Linked DNA regions of Hordeum vulgare: region 2 is linked to region 1. The links are chromatin contacts, called in public Hi-C maps. All regions are on one chromosome and are shown on one strand. Each heading gives the region's core, a stretch centred on a gene start, on an enhancer-like site or on the middle of the called end of the contact. The rest is flanking DNA. Distances are from core to core; before and after follow the strand shown.

What was found. A called contact is a pair of places that touch in the nucleus more often than the background predicts.
Region 2: a Hi-C map of leaf shows a contact between it and region 1, with 3 times the contacts expected there. The contact joins the enhancer-like site here to the promoter of LOC123401382 in region 1. A contact is called at or near these places in 2 of 6 Hi-C or Micro-C datasets (both in leaf).

What each region holds. Positions count from the first base shown.
Region 1 is chr6H:336,736,653-336,741,109 of MorexV3_pseudomolecules_assembly, reverse strand. It overlaps LOC123401382 (glucose-6-phosphate 1-dehydrogenase, cytoplasmic isoform-like), which reads right to left and starts at 2,191. Exons shown (of 16, transcript XM_045095168.1): 1 at 2,081-2,191; 2 at 857-1,081; 3 at 555-640; 4 at 351-399; 5 at 93-279. The coding sequence starts at 1,039.
Region 2 is chr6H:337,385,729-337,390,452 of MorexV3_pseudomolecules_assembly, reverse strand. No RefSeq gene overlaps it. Among protein-coding and RNA genes, the nearest start is that of LOC123401352, 31 kb to the left of the region's middle. Within about 2 kb of position 1,477, at least 3 of the 3 cell types and tissues checked have open chromatin away from gene starts, as enhancers often do. A contact at or near this core is called in leaf, where this site is marked.

The DNA.
Region 1 (4,457 bases), core at 942-3,441:
ATACATATATTTTCAGTACTTTGAAGGAAGTGCGATAGTCTGCAAAGTTGACATGGAAGGGGACAGCCTTTTTTCTTTCAAAAGTAACTCACATGGAGTCATGCAATATGATCTTATCATTTTGCATACTGAGGGGTAGACTGAAGGAGGTAATGCCAAATAAAATAGTCTACGGGCGTTTCCTGGTTGGTTGTTCTCTGATGTTTCATTCTCAGAGATTGTCTTGTTTAGCAATTCAAATCCTGTCCCATTATCATATGAACCACTAACATATTTAATCTGCAATGAAAATTAAGCACGGTTACATAAGTGAAATACCACACGAGGTATGCATAATATTAGCAACTCACCAATTGCAAAAATTGTGAAAGATGTTCATCTGAAGATCCTTTGAGATATCTGTAACAATACAAGGATGACATTAACATGCATATTTTTTTGGAACCAGCCCTTTCATCATATATAAAAATGGAGGAAACACCATCCTCATACAAAGCATACCAATTTATTTGTACACAAAATCATTATATTAATTCCAGAAATGTGGACCTTACCCACGAATGTGTTCTCTTAACCCGTCATCAGACATATCTGATCTCGCATACCCAAATATATGGACTTCCCCAGATTGTATAAATCCCTGTCTTATCAGAGAGCAATATTCAGCCAATGTGTGCCAAGCTGGGAAGACATTATGTACATGACATGCAGTACATTATACAATGATGTTCAATTGTTTCTTTAATATAGTTATGTACAGTGTACACTTGGGTGCAAGTTATTTAACTCAAGATAGATGCATCAACTAGTTTATCCCCTTTGAAACGGCAACTATTGCAAAGTTATGATAGATTACCTGTTGAAAAAGGTTAAAGAGTGCCGGGAAAGTTTTCTTTTTAGCAAGGTCCCCAGAAGCACCTAGTACAACAATGGACAAGCAGCCAGACTCTGAAGAAAGCTCCAAGTCCTGCAAGTCTGACAAAGAACTCGTGCTAATTCGTCCCAATGATGGTGAAGATACACCCGATCCTCCTGACATGGTAGTCTAGTCTGTATGGTTTCTCCGTCCTTTCAAGATAACCTAAGATTGGAGAGGTACACTTAATCTCAAGATGTATGAGCTCTTTGGTTTAAAAAAAGAAAGATGTATGAGCTCTTAAACAGCTACATAACTTTGATCAATGCTAAGTTACTAATCAAGCAAAATATCTCTTCACTGATTGACAGGTCCAAATGAGATTTTGCAACAAGAGAAAAAAAAAAGGATCCATCATGAAACAACTTTACTGAACCTTGCTGTTTAACCATTGGCCATCAGCAACTGAGAATGCAACTTTTGAAACAAGATCCCAGAGAAGTTTGCTGTAGTAGCATGTTCATGAACTGATAACCACAGATGTGCTTCAGGAAAAAAAAAAAACCATGGATGTACTAGGGCTGCTACGAGATTCTACTTCTAGTCAAGTTAAAAATACTGTCTGTGCAAGTAATTAACTGCATTGAACATGGCTCCCCATCCCCATATGTGTCAACATAACAATTGCGACTTCAGATCTGTTGCATACACTAAACGGCAATGTCACTTGTAGAACCTTGAAAGGGCAGGGTGTTCCTGCGTTTCATAAAGAAAACAAAATGTAATGGCCCCTGTGTTTATGAGGAAAATCGGCCGGAAAACAGTTAAAAATCTCTGTGTTGAGAGGAGGAAAAAGGCAAACATGATAGTTATCCTATTTGGAGAAGTTAAAAATCCCTGCCCCAACTCCGAATTATAGTTACGTTTTAATGTGTTTGTTCACTCATTTCAGTCCATATGCAGTTTATACTGAAATATCCAAAACATCTTATAATTTGTGAACGGAGAGAGTACTAGTTAACCAGCCTAGCGGCATGTCCAAGAACAAAACATGCAAACAAAAATTGAACTGGCGACGAGACCCATCCCGAAACGCAACGCGATCCTTCCTTCCTTGGGGCGGGAAGCAGAGCCGGCCGGTCAATCGACCAAGGACTCAGTCCCATCAAGAGGAATCGTTGTGGTCGGCAGCTGTGCGATCGAGAGGAGGATGAGAAAACTGACCAGTGAACACTGAAGGGACGATGCGGCTTGACTTCGGGAGGAGGGGGGTGGTGCCGGTGGGATGGGAATATTTTGCTTTGCTTTGGGTGGAAATTATATATGGCTTTCCTTTCTCGCCGCCGCTTTTATACTCGCATCGGCTACTCCCACTCCCCTTTGACCCGCTGGCTGAACCTTCCACCACATCCACATCTACGCCCTGTTCTGTTTCTTTTTTCTTTTCCTTTTTCCGGAAAATTGCTGCTTATCCTACCTGGGCATCTTCAACTCCAAAGCCCTCGAACGGACAACACCGATGTTATCCAAATCTATCAGCATATGTTCGGTTACAATTCAAACGAAATCCAATATACTTGATCAAATTTAATGCAAACTCAAACAAATTGAACGATATTTATTTATACTTGGATAATTTTTGGAAAAAGGTTACCTTCAGACCACCGATCACGCTCGCTCTTCCTCCGGCTCAGCTCCGTTGGATTGTGTGTTGATCAGACGGACCACATCGTCCCCGCTTCCGCGGCATGCGTCCGTTTTCTGAAATGAAGCCATTGTTTGAGGACAACCATTTATGCAAGTGAGGAAGAGTCGAGAGTGTTTTCGCAACTCGGTCTACTCGTGTTGCTCGAAGGACGGCGTTGTTGGATCTGTGAGGACGGCGGGGGCGGCGGGCGACCGGGGCATATCCACCGCGGTGGCGACGGCGACATATTCGGCGATGGCCGGCATCGACTCCATCATGTATGCATCGGAGATCCGCTCATTCCCTTCCCCCTCATTTTTGCATGATTTGTAGGCGTTCATGGCGGCCCTCCCCAGGGGCAGCTTCACGCTCGACGTCGACGGGTTTCAGTTATTTATGCAACACGAGTGTTCATAGCGGTCCTCCCCAGGGCGGCTTCGCGCTCAACGTCCACAGGTTTTCGTTATGTGTTGGCGAGTGGTCGCCGGTGTAGGTAGTTCAGCAGCGCACTAGGAAAGTTGTCGCGTGGTTGTAGGGTGAATGTCGGCGATGCGGTAGGTTAGGGTGTCGTCAGTGTGATAAGAATATGGATTGGATGTTGCTGCAGTTTTTTTACATGTTTTGTTTGGTGATTTATTTGCTTTGCATACCTCATGTGAGCAGAGTTTGTGCTGCTGCAATGTTAATTCAAAGATGCAACGAGACTTTGATGTTTCTGAATTCTGATGTGAAAGCATGTTCACATATGTAAAACTAATTCAGACATGTCAGTATGCACATTGACAATGAGTGCCAATGAGTAGGTTTCAATGAGTTTGTTGTTTCAATGAGGCTTAGGTTTTGTGTAGTTGTGCTGCTGAATTTTAATGAGTTTCAGGTTTTGATCCCTTCCTAAATTCAGTGCTGCTGAATTTACTGAGTTGAATGTGATGTAGAGAAACCTAAAGTTGCATGATCATAGTATTCAGCTTGCGATATTTCTGAATTTCTGGAGCTCATAGTTTTTGGAGTTCATGGTTTATGGTGTAATGCATTACATGCATAGAAACTGAAAGATGTAGGATCCCTTTGTGTTACTTCTAAATTTTTCCAGCAAATAGATTATGTAGCTCATTCTATCTTTTTGTAGCTCATTTTTAGTTAGCTCATGTTCTTGCAGTTGATAGCTTATGCTTTTGTTTTTCTGAAATTGGCTATAGAGCATTTCATGTAGCTTTTAGCAGAGGAAATTTTAGGTTTTATGTTTTCAAAAAGGAATGCTGATAATAGCTTACGTTTTTCTGAAATTAGTTGGGCCTGCTTGAATTATGTCTCATGTAGCTATTTGTTTCTGAATTCTGAATCATGTTTGCATGGTTCTAGTAGTTTTAGTACCTTCCATTTTCTTAGACCACTAGTTATGCATGCTCGTAGTTATAAAATCGTATTTTTCATTTTTTGTTTTGTTTTTGCAGCATGCCCATTTACCAAACTCGATGGTGGGGCAAAGAGGTTGCGCGAGATAACGAATGACATCACAGGGAAGAAGAGGGATGTAATAAGCAAGTCCGACCTCGGGGATTTGCTTTACATTTCTCCTTTGGTTCCTCCTCCAGAAGCGCTTCTCGATTTCATACTTATGAGGACTGACACCAAGAAGCGTGTGCTCAAGTATGCGATCTATTTTGTTTTTGTCATTTGTCTCCTTTTCCTATACCTGTTGCATAACATGCTTTTATCTTTTCCGCAACATATACTAACATTTTAATTTTGTGTATTGCAGGATAAATGACAAGAAGAAGATACACTTTACAAGAGACATGGTTAAGAAAATATTCAATGTGCCATCTGGTAGCAGACCGCTAGAATTCGGCAAGAGGGTCAAAGTTGATTTCCGTGAAGTTTACTTGGACGACGAAAGGGCTCCAATATCCA
Region 2 (4,724 bases), core at 228-2,727, 650 kb before region 1:
AGGGAAGGCTAGCTCAATTGCCGGGGTAGAATGCCTCCACGACTTTGGTAAGCATGGGCGTAGGTGTGGTTCTCCTTTGTGGTGGCAAGCCTGTTGCTGGCGCCTTCTCCGGTCGCCACTGCATGCTGTGTGGCGAGTAGCTCCTGATCGGCCTATCGATACCTCTTGATGTGTCAGAAAAGCACCTCGTGGAGCTCGCTGAAGCTGGCCTAAGCTGTTGCTATGCGTCGCGTTCATGCGCCTGCTTGGAATGCCATGGCTCGACGATTGACGCGGCGACGACCCACCACGACTGCCATGCCTGCGAGCACCTTCGGCCATGGATCCGTGAGAAAGGGGAAGAAACACGCGACTAATTGCTTGCAGCAGAAAGGGCGCCTGACTGGGCCGGGCCAGTTTATTTTTATCTAAAAAAATCGGATAACTTCCTTTTTGCTTTTTTTTTATGTTTCTTTTTTTTGCTTATTTTCCCTCCTTTTTTGGCTCGTTTTTCTTTCGGTTTTCCTTTTTTCTTTTTTTTATCAAAACGAACGAACATTGAATTTCTCAATCATTTTTTGGAAACATGAATGTTTTTTAAATCAGAGAACAAATTTGAAAGCGCGAACAATTTTTTAAAGCATGAATAGTTTTTGAATCTTGAGAATGAATTTAAAACCAAGAATTTTTTTGAAAAATCCTGAACAAATTTGGGACCACGAACAATTTTTTAAAGCATAAACATTTTTTGAATTTTGAGAACAAAATTTTAAAACGGAGAACAATTTTGGAAACCCTGAATAAAGTTGGAAGCATGAACAATTTTTCAAAAGCACTAACATTTTTTGAATCTTGAGAACAAATTTCGAAAATGAGAACAATTTTGAAAAATACTGAACAAATTCATAAACATGAATAATTTTTGAAAACAAGAACATTTTGTAATCTTGAGAACAAATTTTAAAAAACAATATTTTTTTTGAAAAACATTTAAAAAATAAAGAACATTTTTAAAAAATCCAGAATAATTTTTCAAAATCCAGAACATTTTTCTGAAAAGCAATTTTTTTTTCCAAATTGAAGGGCAATTTTTGAAAATCTAGAATTTTTTGAAAATCGAAAACTGTTTTTAGAAAAGGAAAAAAGATTTTTTGAATTTGAAGAACATTTTTGAAATTCTAGAACATTTTGGAAAATCCATAACATTTTTTGAAGATCGGAAGATTTTTCTAAAGAGATATTTTTTTCCAGTTTGAAGAATAATTTTGAAAATTCCAAACAGTTTTTGAAAATCTGGAACATTTTTTGAAAATCCAGAACATTTTTCGAAATAGAAACAGAAAAAAAAATAAAAAAAATCATGTTCAGAAAACCAGCTAGAAGTTTTCCATAAACGAAAAAACCCGGCTCGGAACATGTACAAGTTTCCCAAAACTGTGGGCCTTGGAATAGTTAAATGGCGGGCCCACTTCCGAACCATGGCTGGGTGCGTGTACGAACGCCGACTATTTGACGCAGCGCGCACCAAATAGGGTTTCCCCCCTAAAACACCCCTGACCCTGTACATATAGCGTCAAGCGAACGGATTTGTAGCCCACTTGTAATTTTTATACGAGCCGATGGACTTTTAGCAAACCTGTCCGGACAGAAAAAAAAATGTGAAAAATGTAAAACCGCTGAAATTATATGGGCCAACGAGGATATGGTTGGTGTGCTAGAGTTGCTCTTAGCCCTAAGAGCAAAGCTAATCTTCTACTCACTCCGTTTCAAAATAAGTGTCTTAATCTTAGTATAACTTTATACTAGAGCTAGTACAAAGTTAAGACATTTATTTTGGGACGGAGGGAGTACCTCTACATAGCTGATCTACTATTTCTCTCCCACATGTAAGTATGTAAGTATGTCACCTTCCCACAACATGCATGAAAAAGGTCCATCAGAATATGCAACCATGCATAGGAAAAAACCCATATCAACATGCAAAAATGTATGGGCATTCTTCATTCTATTATGCTATTTATTTAATAAACATTTTAAAACTATACAATGATAATACAGAAGAAATCATATGTATTTTTCATTTTAATTTTCACATTATTTCTTCATATTCATGTTCATACAATAAATCTCATTGATATATAGTGCACAACATTCATGCGACAAAGTGCACGGTAACTTCTAGTAAATATTATAGCCAACAACTAGCTATACAAGATTGTCTATGTCATTTAGAGCGAGCGTCATTAATCACTCATATAATAGAGTTGGTTATAAATTTAACTACTAGGTTATTAGCATTTTTTGCGTTTTCTAGATTTCACTTTTCTCGCATTTACCCTTTTTATCTACATTATCCACCAGCATGTGTAGGTATTGACTTATGCATGAGAGTCCGCACCTTTCCTTTTTTCCTTGTTTCTTTCTTTCACAGAGGCAAACATGCTTATAACTCTTATTATACTTGATCTAAAGTGATTTTCACCGTTCTAACCAAGGAGAGTACTAAAAATCAATGACAAATTGATGAAGCTTTGACATGAAGTCGCATCTCTCGCTTCTGAGTTGGGGTCACATGTGAAGCAAGTAAAACACTCTAAGTGGTTATTGTCTAGAGTTCTAAAAGACCCCCCCCCCCACACACACACCCATCGAGTCCTTCGTTTGAGTTCGTAGGTGTTTTCTGTTGATCTCCTCTCTCCAATGTTGCATTCTCACATGATTTAGGGGTAGTTTGACAATGGCCTTGCTGACTGCGAGTGTTTTCTCTTGTATGTTTTTTTGTATCTAGGGAGGTGTGTGTGTGTGAATAGGCTACTAAAATAACCTAGAGTTTTTTTCCTAAGTTTTAATTGTTGACAATTTTCAGGTTAGTTAGTGGCGGCTAATACGTTCTACACGTGTAAATATACAAAGGGTAAAGTCAGCGGAAACATAAACTTGCACAAGGACTAAGCTTAGGGGAATGCAAACACAAGGAGTCCCGATGGTGTTTCCCGTGGTTCGGATAGTTGGATCTATCCTACTCCGTGTCGGTGTATGCTTCAAATCACGAAGATTCTAGTCCACTTGGATCTTGGTTGCAAGGTCCACAAATGACACCACCCACAAAGGTCCACAAAAGAGCAACCACACATCCCACCATGGCTTACAACCACAAAGGTCCAACCTGAGTCATGGTATATCTTCACGAAGTAGACGATCTCTAAGAGCATACAAACTTCTTGTTCCTTGAGATCACGACGTATCTCAAGCAAACCTAGTCGATCTAGAAGTAGTAAGATTGAGGTTGATTGGTGATGAATCCCTTTGCTCTCCTACTTTGGAAGATAAATCTTTGGATCGAGGAGTTTCAAGTGGTAAACAAGGAGGGGATTAGTGATCAAAGGTTTGGCTTGAAAGTTGGATTAGAAACATCTTCAAACCCAACTCAAGGATATGTAGTTCTCTCTCAAAATTTGTGATTAAAATAAATTATTTTGAGTGAATTGGTGATATAGGTGGGGGTATATATAGCTAGACCCAAAAATATGATCGCTGCACATATTTTGCTTAGTTTTTAGGCTATGTGTGATCAGTTTGGAAGCTCGAACTAAACTAAAGGATGAAACTTGCAAATAGCTCGAAGGGTACGATTAAAAGTCATTCAAAGCCTCCCACTGGCATTCGCTGAGCTGCACACACTAGTGGACACCATTAAGATTTTTCCTATTAAGTGGACTGGAATATCATTGTAATGGTCACGGGAGTGCATTAGTTGTTGCTATGAATTGAGGTCTCATGTAGGTTCGGAAGGACCTAGGATTCAACAACAACTATCTTTGGAATTGTGAAAGAGCATGGTGCCCTAATGTGTGGTTTTGGTAATTGATGACATTCTCTGTGGACTAATGGTTGCCTTGAGTTATATTCGAAGGATTTGTCCATTGCATTTCTTGGAGTCTATTTTTTGGTTTCAAGGAGTTTATGTGATGACCAAGGTGGTATTCAAGGATTTATCCAAAGATTGGTTATGTGAGAGTTGAGCCTATTGCAAGCATGTCTTGAAGTAGAGGATTCTCCAAACATTCATGTTTACCTTCAATACATCATCATTGTGAAGAGAGCATAAAATACAAGGTTGATCAAGAAATAAGTACAAAGAGTTGATTAAAGTTGATCAACACACAAAGTGAAAGTGCGTTAAGTCGACTAGAGGGGAGGGGGGTGAATAGGCGATTTTTACAAATTCATCACTGAGGAAATTCCTAGTGAGGAAAGTCCTTAGTCATGAACCGAGTGCAGCGGAAATAGTACTAAGACAGAAGTGCAAAACAAACTACAACAAAGTACTCAGCGTGAATGGATCAGTTCAGTTTGCAAAGGACACAAATACAAGATAAGCAGGTGATGAATAACTCAAGTGAAGAATTTGAGGTGAGGAAATTGGAGAAAGTCTTCAGTCAAATTCTTCAAACAGTACAGGTGAAAGTCTTCAACATGCAATTGATGAAATGAAAGTAGTTGAAGAAATAGAACGAGTAGCTCGATGAAGACAGTGGTTGATGACCTAGTTCCAACTGCTATGACAGTCGTACGTCTGGTTTGGAGCGACTAGGTATTGAAACCTAAGGACACATCGTCCTGGGATACACAGTCCCTACCGTATTCTCCTGGAGCTAAGGACACACAGTCCTCGCCCAACACTCGTGGTAAGTCTTTAGGGCAGACTTCCAAACCCTCACAAACTCGGTCACCCGACGATCCAC